Regions from separate parts of the Sus scrofa genome. Here region 1 is linked to region 2. The links are chromatin contacts, called in public HiChIP or PLAC-seq maps. All regions are on one chromosome and are shown on one strand. The core of a region is the stretch at or near the end of the contact, and the rest is flanking DNA. Distances in the headings are between cores, read along the strand shown.

The links. HiChIP or PLAC-seq counts read pairs in DNA pulled down with a chosen protein or histone mark.
Region 1: an H3K27ac HiChIP or PLAC-seq map of skeletal muscle shows a contact between it and region 2. The contact joins two enhancer-like sites. A contact is called at or near these places in 9 of 47 Hi-C or Micro-C datasets (adipocytes, embryonic fibroblasts, fibroblasts and 5 more) and 2 of 2 datasets of contacts at active chromatin or transcription factors (alveolar macrophages and skeletal muscle).

Annotation. Positions count from the first base shown.
Region 1 is chr12:48,333,002-48,338,931 of Sscrofa11.1, reverse strand. SMG6 (telomerase-binding protein EST1A) reads left to right here. Exons shown (of 19, transcript XM_021067586.1): 9 at 3,289-3,350. Among named protein-coding and RNA genes, the nearest start is that of SRR, 51 kb to the left of the region's middle. Within about 2 kb of position 3,076, at least 24 of the 83 cell types and tissues checked have an H3K27ac peak or open chromatin away from gene starts, as enhancers often do. A contact at or near this core is called in retroperitoneal adipose tissue and skeletal muscle, where this site is marked.
Region 2 is chr12:48,179,915-48,186,645 of Sscrofa11.1, reverse strand. SMG6 (telomerase-binding protein EST1A) reads left to right here. Exons shown (of 19, transcript XM_021067586.1): 16 at 5,430-5,583. Among named protein-coding and RNA genes, the nearest start is that of HIC1, 15 kb to the right of the region's middle. Within about 2 kb of position 4,140, at least 23 of the 83 cell types and tissues checked have an H3K27ac peak or open chromatin away from gene starts, as enhancers often do. A contact at or near this core is called in retroperitoneal adipose tissue and skeletal muscle, where this site is marked.

The sequences.
Region 1 (5,930 bases), core at 1,827-4,326, 150 kb before region 2:
TTACAGTTGAGGAACAACCCAAAGCTTTTTACTCATAATCCCATAGTTGAAGGCAGGACAGACAGTATTGTGAGTGTCCAGGGATCTGCCCATCCAACTACTGCCATTAGTCTCTCTTTAGGTCGTTGCTTTTAGATGATACGAAATGCTCAGGAGTCCATAGTGAATTGGTTTTGAACTGGAACCAAAGAGCCTTTCATAATTCTAACACTGTCTCTCAGGGCTACACCCAAGAAGCTTTGTTAGCTTCTGGTGAACAGTATGTAATTGCGTGAGGAAGACCTGGAGGCAGACAGTCTCACCATTCAAGGAGTAATAGCTCTCTCTTGAGTGAGACCATTGAGTATGTTGTTAAGAATAAACACGTTCCAAACATGAAAGCCGGTCCATGGTGGCATATTAGAGAGCGAGAAAGCTCAGACTAAGATATTCCTTGCTGTAGACTTGGTATCAGTTAAGTTTTGCAAAATTTCTGCCTCAGCGCTTGCTGACTTCATGTTATTAGATGTGATGGTGCTTAGTCCCATTTTGATCAATCTATAACAAATCTGCTTCCTCAATATAACATGCCTTTACCTCTCTCTAGAAGGCATCTGCATTTTAGCTCCTTTCCTACTCGAAATGTTGTTGGTGACAAATAAAGAGAAGCTATATTTAGGGTAACAGGTACTTTCAGACTAAAAATAAAGCAGTGGTTCTCATTAACCAAGGTCAGAGAGAATGTGTGTATAGTTTGAAAAAGTTCCCTAAGATTCCCTTCACTATCACTAGTTGAAAAACAATGCATTGAAGTCCACTTTCTATTAGATATAGTTAAATTATGATCATGGCAGGTGTGAAGTCAGGTGATTAAGTAGGCTTCCTCTGCTACCCTAAGGGAAAGGTCTTTGGGAAGTATAGCTAGAGCCACAATATGAAGAAATCTCTTGGTGCACTGATTTTATTCCAGCAGTCATTGTGGGTCACACAGTATGTTTCCTACTAATCAGTAAGGGAAACTTAAAAGTAAAACCGAACTGCTTTTTAAATTGTTCTTCTGCCCTCATCAGCCCTGCATGAATAAGCAAGCTCACCAGTTCTCTTACTGAGATAGATGGCAGTTTAAGGGGAGGAGAACTGTTTTGGAATCAGAAGACCTGGGTTCAAGTTCTAACTCTGCCATTTAGTAGTTTAAGTTGTTTAAATTTCTTTCTTTTCTTTTCTCTTCTTTCTTTCTGTCGTTTTGTCCTTTTAGGGCCCTACCTGCGACATGTGGCTGTTCCCAGGCTAGAGATCTAATCGGAGCTGCACCTGTGACCTATACCACAGCTCACAGATGCCAGATCCTTAACCTACTGAGCAAGGCCAGGGATCGAGCCCACAACCTCATGGTTCCTAGTAGGACTGTTTCCTCTTCACCACAACGGGAACTCCAAGGTTGTTTAAATTTCTGAACTCCCTTGCAGCTTCGGGGATGATAATTGGCTTGAATGAGATGGGTTAGTATCATTCTGTTTCTACCAAAGTACTCTGTATGTGTGAAATTCCTCTTAGTTATGCATGAGTTAACCTGTTTATGATTGACAGCTGGAAAGAGGGACAATTGAGTTAAAAATAGAGAGGGAATTTTTTTTTTTTACTTTTTTATTTAAAATAATTTCCTCCCCGTGGAAAAGTTGTAAGAATAATATGAAGAACTCCGTATATCCTTCATCTGGATTCTCTAGTTAATATTTTACCACTCATTGGGAGAGAATGTTCGGCTGACAGTTGAGTGTTTACAGCATGCCAAGCCTGTGCTTTTACTTGCCTTATCTCATGCACCACTACCTTAACATATAGGTTCTCTTAACTCCATTGGGTGGAAAGAAAAACTTAGGGAGGTTAGATCAGTTGCCTGAGACCCCACGACAGGGACGTGGCAGAAGTTCGAGGGGTAAGTTTTTCAAACCACCTTCCTTTCCCTTCTAGCCCAGGCCTTGCCACTGACGTGGTGGAACCATCAGCCGTTTACTTTGCATCAGTTCCTCACCTTTCCCTTCTGTTCATGGAACCCAGCGTCGTCCACCCCCTTGACTCATCTCACTGTAGAGACAGGTTACCTTCCGTGAAGTATCCTGAGCTTACGAGCCACAGAAACCAATGTTTGATCTAGTATTGCTGATTCAATGTAATTCGTTTAAGCAAAAGTAAAGACTGAAGATTGTATGGTTAGTGGTCCGAGGCATTGGTGAGATGAGATGCCCGCCTTTCTCCACACCCGACTTCATATGAAATTAGTGAAACTGCCACAATTTGGTTGGTGTTCTGTTTTGCAAGAGTATAAGCCGGAAGAGTTTTTTCCTCCTGGGGAAGGCATCCAGGGTGCTGGACTGTTCCTTGCCCTAACCACTCCCTGGAGATCAGGATTCTTGATCCCTCTTCCTGTCTGGCTACAGAGCATATTGCTTCCAGGAGACCAGGGAAGATGACAGGGTTTGGTCTTTAGATTATTTCCACTCTTGGGAGTTGACATTTTTTTCCCCTGCCTTGTTTTGCTCAGAGGAATATCTTCCCTAAGTTGTGATAGAAATAGATTTTCTAGAACCTTGAACTGAGATTGCAAATTTGGTAGCTCATTGATGTGAGCCAGATGTGGCTGGCAAATGTGTGTTTTTGGCTTGCTTAATGTTTAAATTTTTTTCATTAGTAGCCAACATTTAAAACCCAGAGAATTTAACATAAAAACCCAGCGTTCAGCTTTTCTAAAAGGGGGAAAAAAAAAAGAGAGAGAGAAAGATTTGAACTTTAGTTTAAAAGCTGGAGAAGTACAATTTGATGAGCTAGTTAGCGGTGGGTTTCCTCCCCCTTGGTAACCAAAAGGGAGTTTTAGTTTTGGAGAAGGTAGAGAAACAGCTCATAAGTAAGATTAGGGACTTATCCAAGATCATTATCATCTCTGTCCTGTTCTTGTCAGTGTTTTATTTCCATCATTATGGGGCCACCTCCTAGATGGCAGAGAGTGCCTGGCATCTCCCTTTCTACCCAGCCTAGTTGGGTTCATTGCTTCGCTCCCTGCACGCAGTCACCACTGCCAGCAGAGGGTGCTGTTCACTCGCTGAGCCTGCTGTCATTTTGGCTCAGCTGAGCAACAGCTGTTGGGCATGGGCCCTGGGTCTGTGTGAGAGTTTGGGCATGTTCATTTGGTTCCCATCCCCAGTGCCCACCCCTTAGACCCTGGCCAGGTTATTGTGTCACTAGGGACTCTGTTCAGTAACAGGAAACTGGGGAAAGTTTAATTGTTTTCTCCTTTCTCTTTTTCCCATGCAGCTGAACAAAAGGTTCATCCTCAGTTTTCTCCATGCCCATGGGAAGCTGTTTACCCGGATTGGGTAAGTGTGCAGGATGTTTATTTTATTTTCCTACATTACAAGTCATTTTGGAATTTAATATTGTTAGCAACTAGACTGTGTTTGTAACTGAGGGCACAGGGTGTGAATTCTTAGGGGCCTCCACCTTCTCTCCTCTTCCCTTCCCTCACTCTCCTACTGTGCTCGTGACATTTGGGAACGATTACTCTCCAGCCTGCTGGCTCTTCTTTCTCTACCTTCACGAAAAAACCCCCTTTAACCACAGTCTTCCCCCAACCCCCACCCCAATCCCTCAGGGTTTCTCTTTCCTCTGCCTTCCGGCCCAGCCCCTAGTGAGCTCCTCGAGGAAGTCATGCTTAGTCCCTGGGTGCAGCTGCCAGGGGTCCTCCTTGGGGGAAAATTCTGTCCTCTAATTTTCCCTTAAAGAGAAGAGCAACACACTTTCTTCCTCCAGCGTTTTCTCTTCCTTCTGAACCATATACCCTTTCCTCTTAGGCTCTGTTTCCTACACCATGTTGCTGCTCTCAGTAAATGCCAAGACTTTTCTGTGGTCTCACTATCCACCATGGATTTCCATATAAATCTCAGGGAAGGTGGTGTGGGTGTGGGTGTGTGTGTGAGTGTGAGTGTGAGACCTTGTTACTTGAGCTGTCGAGTCCCTGGAAAGAGATCAAGTTTTGAGTATTCCTTTGGTGGATCAGAGTTTGTCCTCACTGCCTAAAGCCAGCGCCCCTGTGCTGGGAGCCTCGTTAGTCCAGGAGAGGAGTGGGTGACGATGCCCTCAGGTCTTCTGTGCATTTTAATATCTTCTGAGTTGGAGCTTTTATTGTGAGGTACCTTTGAGGTGATTTGTTTTGAATTATAGATCCCCCAGTGGTTGGCACTGTTTCAGTTTCTGTCATAACCGTGTAAGTTTATCTGTAATGCGCTAGAAGGTTTCCTCAGTGGGAGAACTGAAAGGCTTTGTCCTGCTTGAAAAAACGCTGTTTGTGGATGGTGAACTAGAAAGTATGCCTGTTACGTAGTCATTTGTCATCAGCCTGGGCAAGAGTGACCGGGATGACCATAGTCTTGATTTTGAAATGACTTGGGAAACTTGGCATAGTGCCAGTAGATGCATCTCTATTAGCAAAAATAAATGTGGAGTAATTTACCCAGGAAAGTAAACTAGGTGCATCAGTAGCAGTAGCACCCCTCTGGCCTCCCCCTACCCCCAAGTTAGCCCTCCTCTGGCGGGCGTTTTTGCTGAACGCTCTTATCTCCCTAGTCCTTGGCGTGTAGTAGGTGCGCAGAGAATGTTTGTTGTAGCAGTGAGTGAATCACTACAAGAGATGAGTTGACTAGGGGAGACTGGAGAGAAGGATCTAATAGCTTTTAGTAGACCCAGGCCAGTCACACGTGAGTAATGCAAAGCGGCGGTTGCAGGGTGGGTAAGGGAATATCAGTATCACTTCATAAACGAGCACGTAGCAGGAATGCTGTTGTGTTGCACTTAAAATAGGCGCTGTGGTTCCTTATTTGTCCTTTTTTCTTAATTCTCATTTTAAAAATCCTTCTTTTCGGAGTTCCTGTTGTGGTGCAGTGGTTAACGAATCTGACTAGGAACCACGAGGTTGCGGGTTCGATCCCTGCTCTTGCTCAGTGGGTTAACGATCCGGGGTTGCCGTGAGCTGTGGTGTAGGTGGCAGACGCGGCTCAGATCCCACGTTGCTGTGGCTCTGACGTAGGCTGGCAGCTACAGCTCCGATTCGACCCCTAGCCTGGGAACCTCCATATGCCGCAGGAGCGGCCCAAGAAATGGCAAAAAGACAAAAATAAATAAATAAATTAATTAAAAATCTTTCTTTTCCTTACTATCTTTCTAGTAAGTATTTTCTATCTTTTTTTCCTTTTTTTTGGCATATATGTTTGTTCTTTAATTTTTTTTTTTTTTTTTTTTTTTTTTTTTTTTTTTTTTTTTTTTGGTCTTTTTGCCATTTCTTGGGCCGCTCCTGCGGCATATGGAGGTTCCCAGGCTAGGGGTCAAATCGGAGCTGTAGCTGCCAGCCTACGCCAGAGCCACATCAACTTGGGATCTGAGCTGCATCTGCATCCTACACCACAGCTCACGGCAACACCAGATCCTTAACCCACTGAGCAAGGGCAGGGATCAAACCCGCAACCTCATGGTTCCTAGTCAGATTCGTTAACCACTGAGCCACGACGGGAACTCCTGTTCTTTAAATTTTTATATACCATGTTTACTCAACCTCTGTATTGTTGATATTTTGACCCTGATAATTCTCTGTTGTAGGGGACTCTCCCATGGAGGATGTTTCATAGCAACCCAGGCTTCTACCCACCACATGCCAGTAGCGTCCCTTCCCCTTGGCCCAGTTATGACAATTCAAGCTGTCTCCAGACATTTCCAGACATAGCCTGTGGGGCAGAATTGTTCCTGGTTGAGAACCACTGCCCTAGCTCTGTTTGAGACTTTGGGGACTAAAAAAGTTATAAATCGTGGTCCGGAATGTAGGAATATTTTTTATATATATATATATATATATATATTTAAATCAGTTTAAGCATTAGTTAGTTCCTTATTCCCCCCCCTTTAAAATT
Region 2 (6,731 bases), core at 2,891-5,390:
GGCATGTACAGAGCCCCCCACACCTGTATGGAATCTAGCGGAAGGCAGACACTCAGCCCTGGCTCCTAGCTGTCGGAGACAGGGTGGGAGCCAGTGCACTACCAGGCCAGGGGCACGTTCACGCCAGGGCAGGAAAGCACATCAGCCTGAGGAGCCGGGCAGCCGCCCTCCCCACTCAAGCCCATTCCAGAGCTTGCTGCAGCCACTCTCACCTCCCCGACTCCAGCAGCACCCACACGGTCCTGTCCTCCAGCAGAAGAGTCAGGCTTTTGGCTGGACCGTCCTTAGGCTGCTGCCTGGAGCAAGCGCAGGAGTGCACGCTTAGCCCTGCCACTCCCTCTCCATCAGGAAAGGGCAGTTAGGAGTAGCAGGCACGTCATCGTAATTATAACCTTGAAAAAAGGCAGCAGGTGTATGTTAACTTCTGTGGCACTGACCCTAGATATCCAGAGAAGGGATCCTAAGCAAAAACTCGCCCCAAATGAAGATGCTAATAGAAACCAGTGCTTCTGCCTGCTTTCTACAGCAAATGCAGACTCTGCACCTTTGGTTTCTGCTGCTGCTCAAGAAGGAATGCCTGCCTGCACTGTTGATTATCTCACCAACTATTCCTATTATATATTTCATTTCCGTTTTCCCATTTTTTGTTTTGTTTTTTTAAAAATGCCTCCACAGGGAGTTCCCGTTGTGGCTCACATTCAATCCCTGGCCCCATATGCCAAGGGTGCAGCCATTAAAAAAAGGGGAGGGGGTCCTGACATGGCTCAGTGGAAACAAATCTGGCCAGTATCCATGAGGATCCAGGGGCTCGATCCCTGGCCTCACCCAGTGGGTATGGGATCTGGCGTTGCTGTGAGCTGTGGTGTAGGTCGCAGACGTGGCTCGGATCGTGTGTTCCTGTGGCTGTGGTGTAGGCCAGCAGCCGTAGCTCTGATTAGACCCCTAGCCTGGGAACTTCCATATGCTGTGGGTGTGGCCCTAGAAAGCAAAAAAATAAAAATACCTCCACATAGCTAAAGGAAAAAAAAAAGAGAGAGAGAGAGATAGACACCAAGAATACCATGAGTCAGGAGTTGCCGTCCCGTTGTGTCACAACGGAAAGGAATCTGACTAGGAACCATGAGGTTGCGGGTTTGATCCCTGGCCTCGATCAGTGGGTTAAGGATATGACATTGCCGTGAGCTGTGGTGTAGGTCACAGACACAGCTTGGATCTGGTGTGGCTGTGGCTGTGGTGTAAGCCAACAGCTGTAGCTCCGATTCAACCCCTAGCCTGGGCACCTCCATATGCCAAGAGTGTGACCTTAAAAAGCAAAAAAAAAGAATACCGTGAGTCTTGTGATATAAACCAACAGTCTGTGCCTCACCCCTGTCCATCTCCAGCTCTGTTCCCTGGTGCTTTCCCTAGACGTTTACCCTCTTGGAAATATAGATGAAAAATGGAGCCGGGCAGGAAGAAAGGACACTGACATTTGTTAAGTTTCTAATATGTGTATCGGGCACCTGGCTAGATGCTTTGACATGCAAGGTGAGTGTGGAAATTTGCTGTTCCCAGACTTCTCGTTTCTGGCTCAGACATTGCTCTGGCCGGAGAGGCCTGTGGATAAATGACTCCCTCACCCCGCAGAGGGAAGGAAGCAGCTACTCCTGTGGTGCCTTAAGCAGAAGGAAGACCTTAGAAGGCCTTCTTTTGACCTGGCTCTGTTTTGGGATCCAAGTTCTTCATAAGTTGCCCCACTCCTGTGTGAGCTAATTGCATTACCTTCGTTTGTAATTCTCAGTGTCTCAATTTCCAAAAGGGTCAGCATCCCCACATCATCCCCGCCATCTGCAGGAAGGAACTTGCTCTGCGAAAGAGCCCTTCCTGGGGACCCAGGCCTGTTAGCATCCTCGTCAGATGTTACTGCGGAGTCTCTCTCCCAGTTCCCCACCAGCTTGCTCAAGGAAGCCTCCAGACTTGAGAGGAAGCGGGTGACCTGGCGCCGTGCAGAAGCAGGATTAAGGTCGTCTTCTCCTCTTCCACACTCAGTGACGTTATGGTCCTTATTGCCACTGGTCTGACGCAACGCGTCCGTCCTCTCCTAGGACTCCCAGCTCACTGTCCAAGGACCACTGTGGCCCAGCCTTAGCTGCAGTGAGAAGGGTTCCAATGGAGCTCTCCTTCCGGGTCAGCACACTGGACTCCAGGCCAGGGCCAGTCCGTCTGAATCACAGCATTCCAGTTGCGCCCCCCCCCTCACCCCCACCAGAGGCTTCTGCAGCCTTTTGCTCATACAAACAAAAATAAATCTCACTACCGGCCTCTGAACTCCACAGCAGCATGCTTCCCCTTCTCCCCAAGCGTCCCATGGCTGCGAGGGGGACTTGGCACTCTCCCCGCCGACATCACTTTTTCACTCCCTGCGCATCCTGTGTCCTTCTCTCACCGTGCGACCCAGAGATCAGAGTGGGACGTGACGGCCGGCACAGGCGCCGTGCACAGCTGCCAGGAATCTGACGGGTAAAATCTGGAAAAGTTGGGAGGGCAAGTGCTAAACACACACACACGCGCACACACACACACACAGCACCACTCAGAGAGGGCCGGAAACACAGACACCCACAGACAAGGGCCTGCGGACGCCCAGTCCTTCCTCGTCTGCCATCCTTTTAAGGGGACTGGGCCCGTCTCATGAGCCAGGGGTGACCCCCCCCAGAGGCCTACCGGTACCCCAAGAGAAGGGGGAACAACCTCATTTAATCTCCTGAGACTCCCGGAGGGCATGTGGGGAACAGGAAGCAGTTGTGTGGTGACTCACTGGGCAGAGCCAGGTTAAGGGAAGTTGTCTGCGGGTGTCCCTGGGACCGGATGGTGGCAGCACAGCTCTGACCACCCTCATCCAGCTTGACCCCACCCACCCCTGGAGAACCAACAAGGCTGCCACCTCCCTAAGAGGCCGTGGCCTCTGTTCACCTTCCTGGCCCTGAGCCACAACTCAGAGGACTCAGACCGTTAGTGCCTCCCTGAACCTTGCACCTAGATTTTTCTTCCGTCCTGTCGTCAGAACACCCAAGTAGGCGCAGCCCCCAGCCTCCCTTGGCCACGTGGCCCAAAGACCCTCCTGCCCACTGCCAGCATTTACGGAAGGAAAGTACTGTAGGTCTTAGGAGCTCACTCTTCCCACAGGGTGAAAGGGGCAGCCAGTTCCGCTTGCTCAGACCTGGCCTCAGCGCTGGAGGGTCATTCCTGGAGGCAGGAAACTGAGATGCAAAGGAGGTCTTTGTGGGCCGGTGCCCCCCCAAGCTCCCCGGCTGGCGACAGTGCCCGTCCTGCCCCTCCTCCCCAGAAAGAGGTTTGGGGGGGCCTCTGATGCTGAGCAAAACGTCCCTGGAGTTCCCATCATGGCTCAGTGGTTAACGAATCCGACCAGAAACCGTGAGGTTGCAGGTTTGATCCCTGGCCTCACTCAGTCCGATTCGACCCCTAGCTTGGGAACCTCCATATGCCGCGGGTGCGGCCCTAAAAAGACGAAAAACAAAAAAAAATAAAAACCCGTGCCTGGCAGCGGAAGGGCTGGCTGGAGAACCTTAAGACCTGGGAGATGAGCGATGGGCGTGCTGAGGAGCAACGGAGGGCCCACTGCCCTGAGTGGGGCTGTTTCCTGTGCTCAGATGCCCACGCCGTCCCAGGGTTCAGTGTCACTACATCTCAATTCAAAGTCAGTTTTTAGAAAATACCCAAGCTGAGTTCAGTGGAACATGTGTCACCTTCTAGCTGGCAGCCCCCTGGAAGGACCAGTGACCCCCTCCCCTGGGAGCGTGGCCACGGCAGCGGTGCTTTCCCCTGAGGAGGTGGGAACAGCGGGGAGACTTTAGGCCCCTGAGCCCCTCAGCCGCGTTTCTCGTGCCTGCCAGCGTCGTGTGCCTTCCACCAGCTGCGGTGGCAGTGGCAGCAACGACTTACTCATAGGGAGAGGTCCCCAGCAGGTCACAGAGGAGCCACCCCCAGCTTTCAAAGGCATGCCCTTTCAGTTTTACTGTCATTGCCAGTGAAACCTGAGCACCTTCCTCACTGACTGTTAGTGGCCAGGGCCCAGCCTGTGGGACCCACCTCAGTTGGCACGCACATCTGCTCCCTCCTCTGTGCTGGCGTCTGTGTCCCTGCAAGCTGATGTGTGGCAGGAAGCCAGGAGAGGGCAGGACAGGGCTGGGACCTGCTTGCCCAGCCTCTTAGGCTCTGTGTACAGGGAGCACGCTGTCTGGGCAGATGCCCACGAGTCAGTTTGCTTCTTGGCCATGGTCCCCAGCAGAGGAAGCAGCACAAGAGTAGCCATGTTCTCTAGTGACAGACGTACCCACGGCCTGTCTGAGAGGGCCGCGGCCACACCAGGCCCTGTCAGAGATTCGGGCTTTCCCAGATGGACATGGAGCTTCCCTGAAAGACGAGAGCATCCATAAGACTAACAAGCACTAGGCCGTGTGCCTTCTGAGGTGGGGTGCCCAGGACACCAGAGCTGCTATGTGAGGCGGGTTTTTAGTGCTGCATGGGGGACCCGCAGACTTTGCTGTGGAAATTCATCTTGCGCTGGTTAACACAGGCCTAGGCTGTCAGACGCCTGATGCCGCAGATATTATTTGCTGTTCCACAGAAGTAAATTGACTTAAGTTAATTTAAAGAAAAACACCAGGTAAATAAGAGTATGTAGATTGTAGATCATGGCAGAGGAGCAGGGATAGAACCCAGAAGGCCGCTGCTTAGGGGACCCCGTGCTGCTCGAGGGGATGGTGGCGACTCTCACCAGTCTGGGTGGTTCCTTTGCAGATCTGTGCATTGGGTCTAATCCATCGCACCATGTGGATGGACTCGGCCACCGAAGGGGACTTACGGGGGGCACTTTGGTGTTGATGATCAGGTGTCAGGGTCACTTCTTTTGTATGGACTCGGAGTTTGTTTCCTTTCTATCTTTCTTTCTTCTCTTTATCCTCTCTTTGTTTGTTTCCTTCAGCTACACCGTGAAGTAAGTTGAAATAACGGATTCCATTTGGGTTATATGTATGTGTATAAAGTGTCTGGATTGACAAGTGCCCCCATATTTGCTGTGTAGATAACATGTTTAGCTGCTTTCGTACCCAGGGAACCTAACTCTCCTTTGTCGATTTTTAGCCTGAGGTCTTAGATTCAGAGACCCGTTGTTTTTACTACCATCAGGGTCCTTTCTCAGTCCCACGCAGGGTTGTGGTCACACCCCGTTCCCCCGAGCCTTTTGGTTAGTGTTGATTTTTGTTGCAGGGCTTCGCCCAGCCCTTGGGCCTGTCCCGGCTGCCCCTCTGGAGGGGGAAGAGGTTCGGCAGCCGCGGCAGGATGCTGACACACCGCGGAGTCAGGGCGCTGGCGCGCCCACCGCTTGCCTGCTCACTCACTGGCTCACTCACCATTCTGTGTCCCTGTAGGCTGTCCTGGAGGACCAGAGTCAGATGAGGCAGATGGAGCTCGAGATCAGACCGTTGTTCCTTGTGCCAGACACCAACGGCTTCATTGACCACCTGGCCAGCCTGGCCCGGCTGCTGGAGAGCAGGAAGTACATCCTGGTGGTGCCCCTCATCGGTGAGTCAGGCCCAAGCAGCCCTGCACGTGCGCAGCAGCCCCTTCTGCACACGTGCCCCACAGCCCGGGGGCCAGGCCAGCAGAACCCCGCTGTGTGTGTAAGACAGGATTTGCAGGGAAGTAGGGAATGCGTGGGGCAAGGAAAATTGTTTAATAATCAAAGCAGTTCAAATTATTATGGCTGATCCATGGCTTAAACTGCTTGAGCAAATGGACTCCTGTGTCCCAGCAACCAGAGGCTGCATGAGCCCAGCCCTTGTTTTTATCCTTATAAAGCTTGCAGTAAAACAGCAAAGCTGGTTCCCGTTATTGGTAAACACTCAGCCCTGGCAGATAACGGCAGTGCTGCTGGGTGGTCTGGCAGGGAGGCTGGGAGGATTTTGAAGTGGTTAGATGCCTTTGGTCTGATTGTCTTGTAGCTTTTCATGATCATTCTGTTGGTTCGAGGTAGCATTCTTCTGGCCAGTGTCACCCTAAGGCCGATGGAAACCCTCCAGAGCAAGCCCTTGGCTCATGCCTGTGGATTGCTGCCACTTGGGCCCTTACCACTGTCTGGTCATTGGTGCTGGTACAGGGTCAGCATCTCGGGACCCAGCTAGCTTGCTTCCCCCCCTCAGGCCAGAAGAGCCCAGGGGACTGTGTAAGGCACCCCTGGTTCTTGGAGCCCTGTGGTGGGTCAGTCTCAGGAGATAACTGATAGAGCTAATATTGCCAAGAGCTGTCCTGTGGAGGGAGAGGGTCGAGGAGGTGATTGGAAGCCCAGGCTTTTCCACTTCCCGTTCTCAGCAGCCACTTGGAGCACATTTGGGAACCCTGTCCTCTGGAAAAGCTGCCAGACTGGCAGTCTGCCTGCCAAGCCACCTCTGACATCCATGCCAAGATGTTCCACTGGGCCTTCCCTCCCAGTCCCCAGTGTCTTAGTGCCAGATGAGGGTGGAAACAAAGGGCAGGAAACATCCGCCCTGCAGAGGCTATAGAGCCCTGGGGGGTTGTGGGAAACACGTTAGCACCACCTGAGAATGTTGGCACTGAAGCAGCCCTCGGCCCGCCTCCGCCCTCCCTGTCTTCCTTCCCCCTCCCCATGTGGCCTGGCCAGAACCTCCTAAACCCAGGCCCTGAGACCCAAGGGAAGGCTTTCTGTTCTTCAG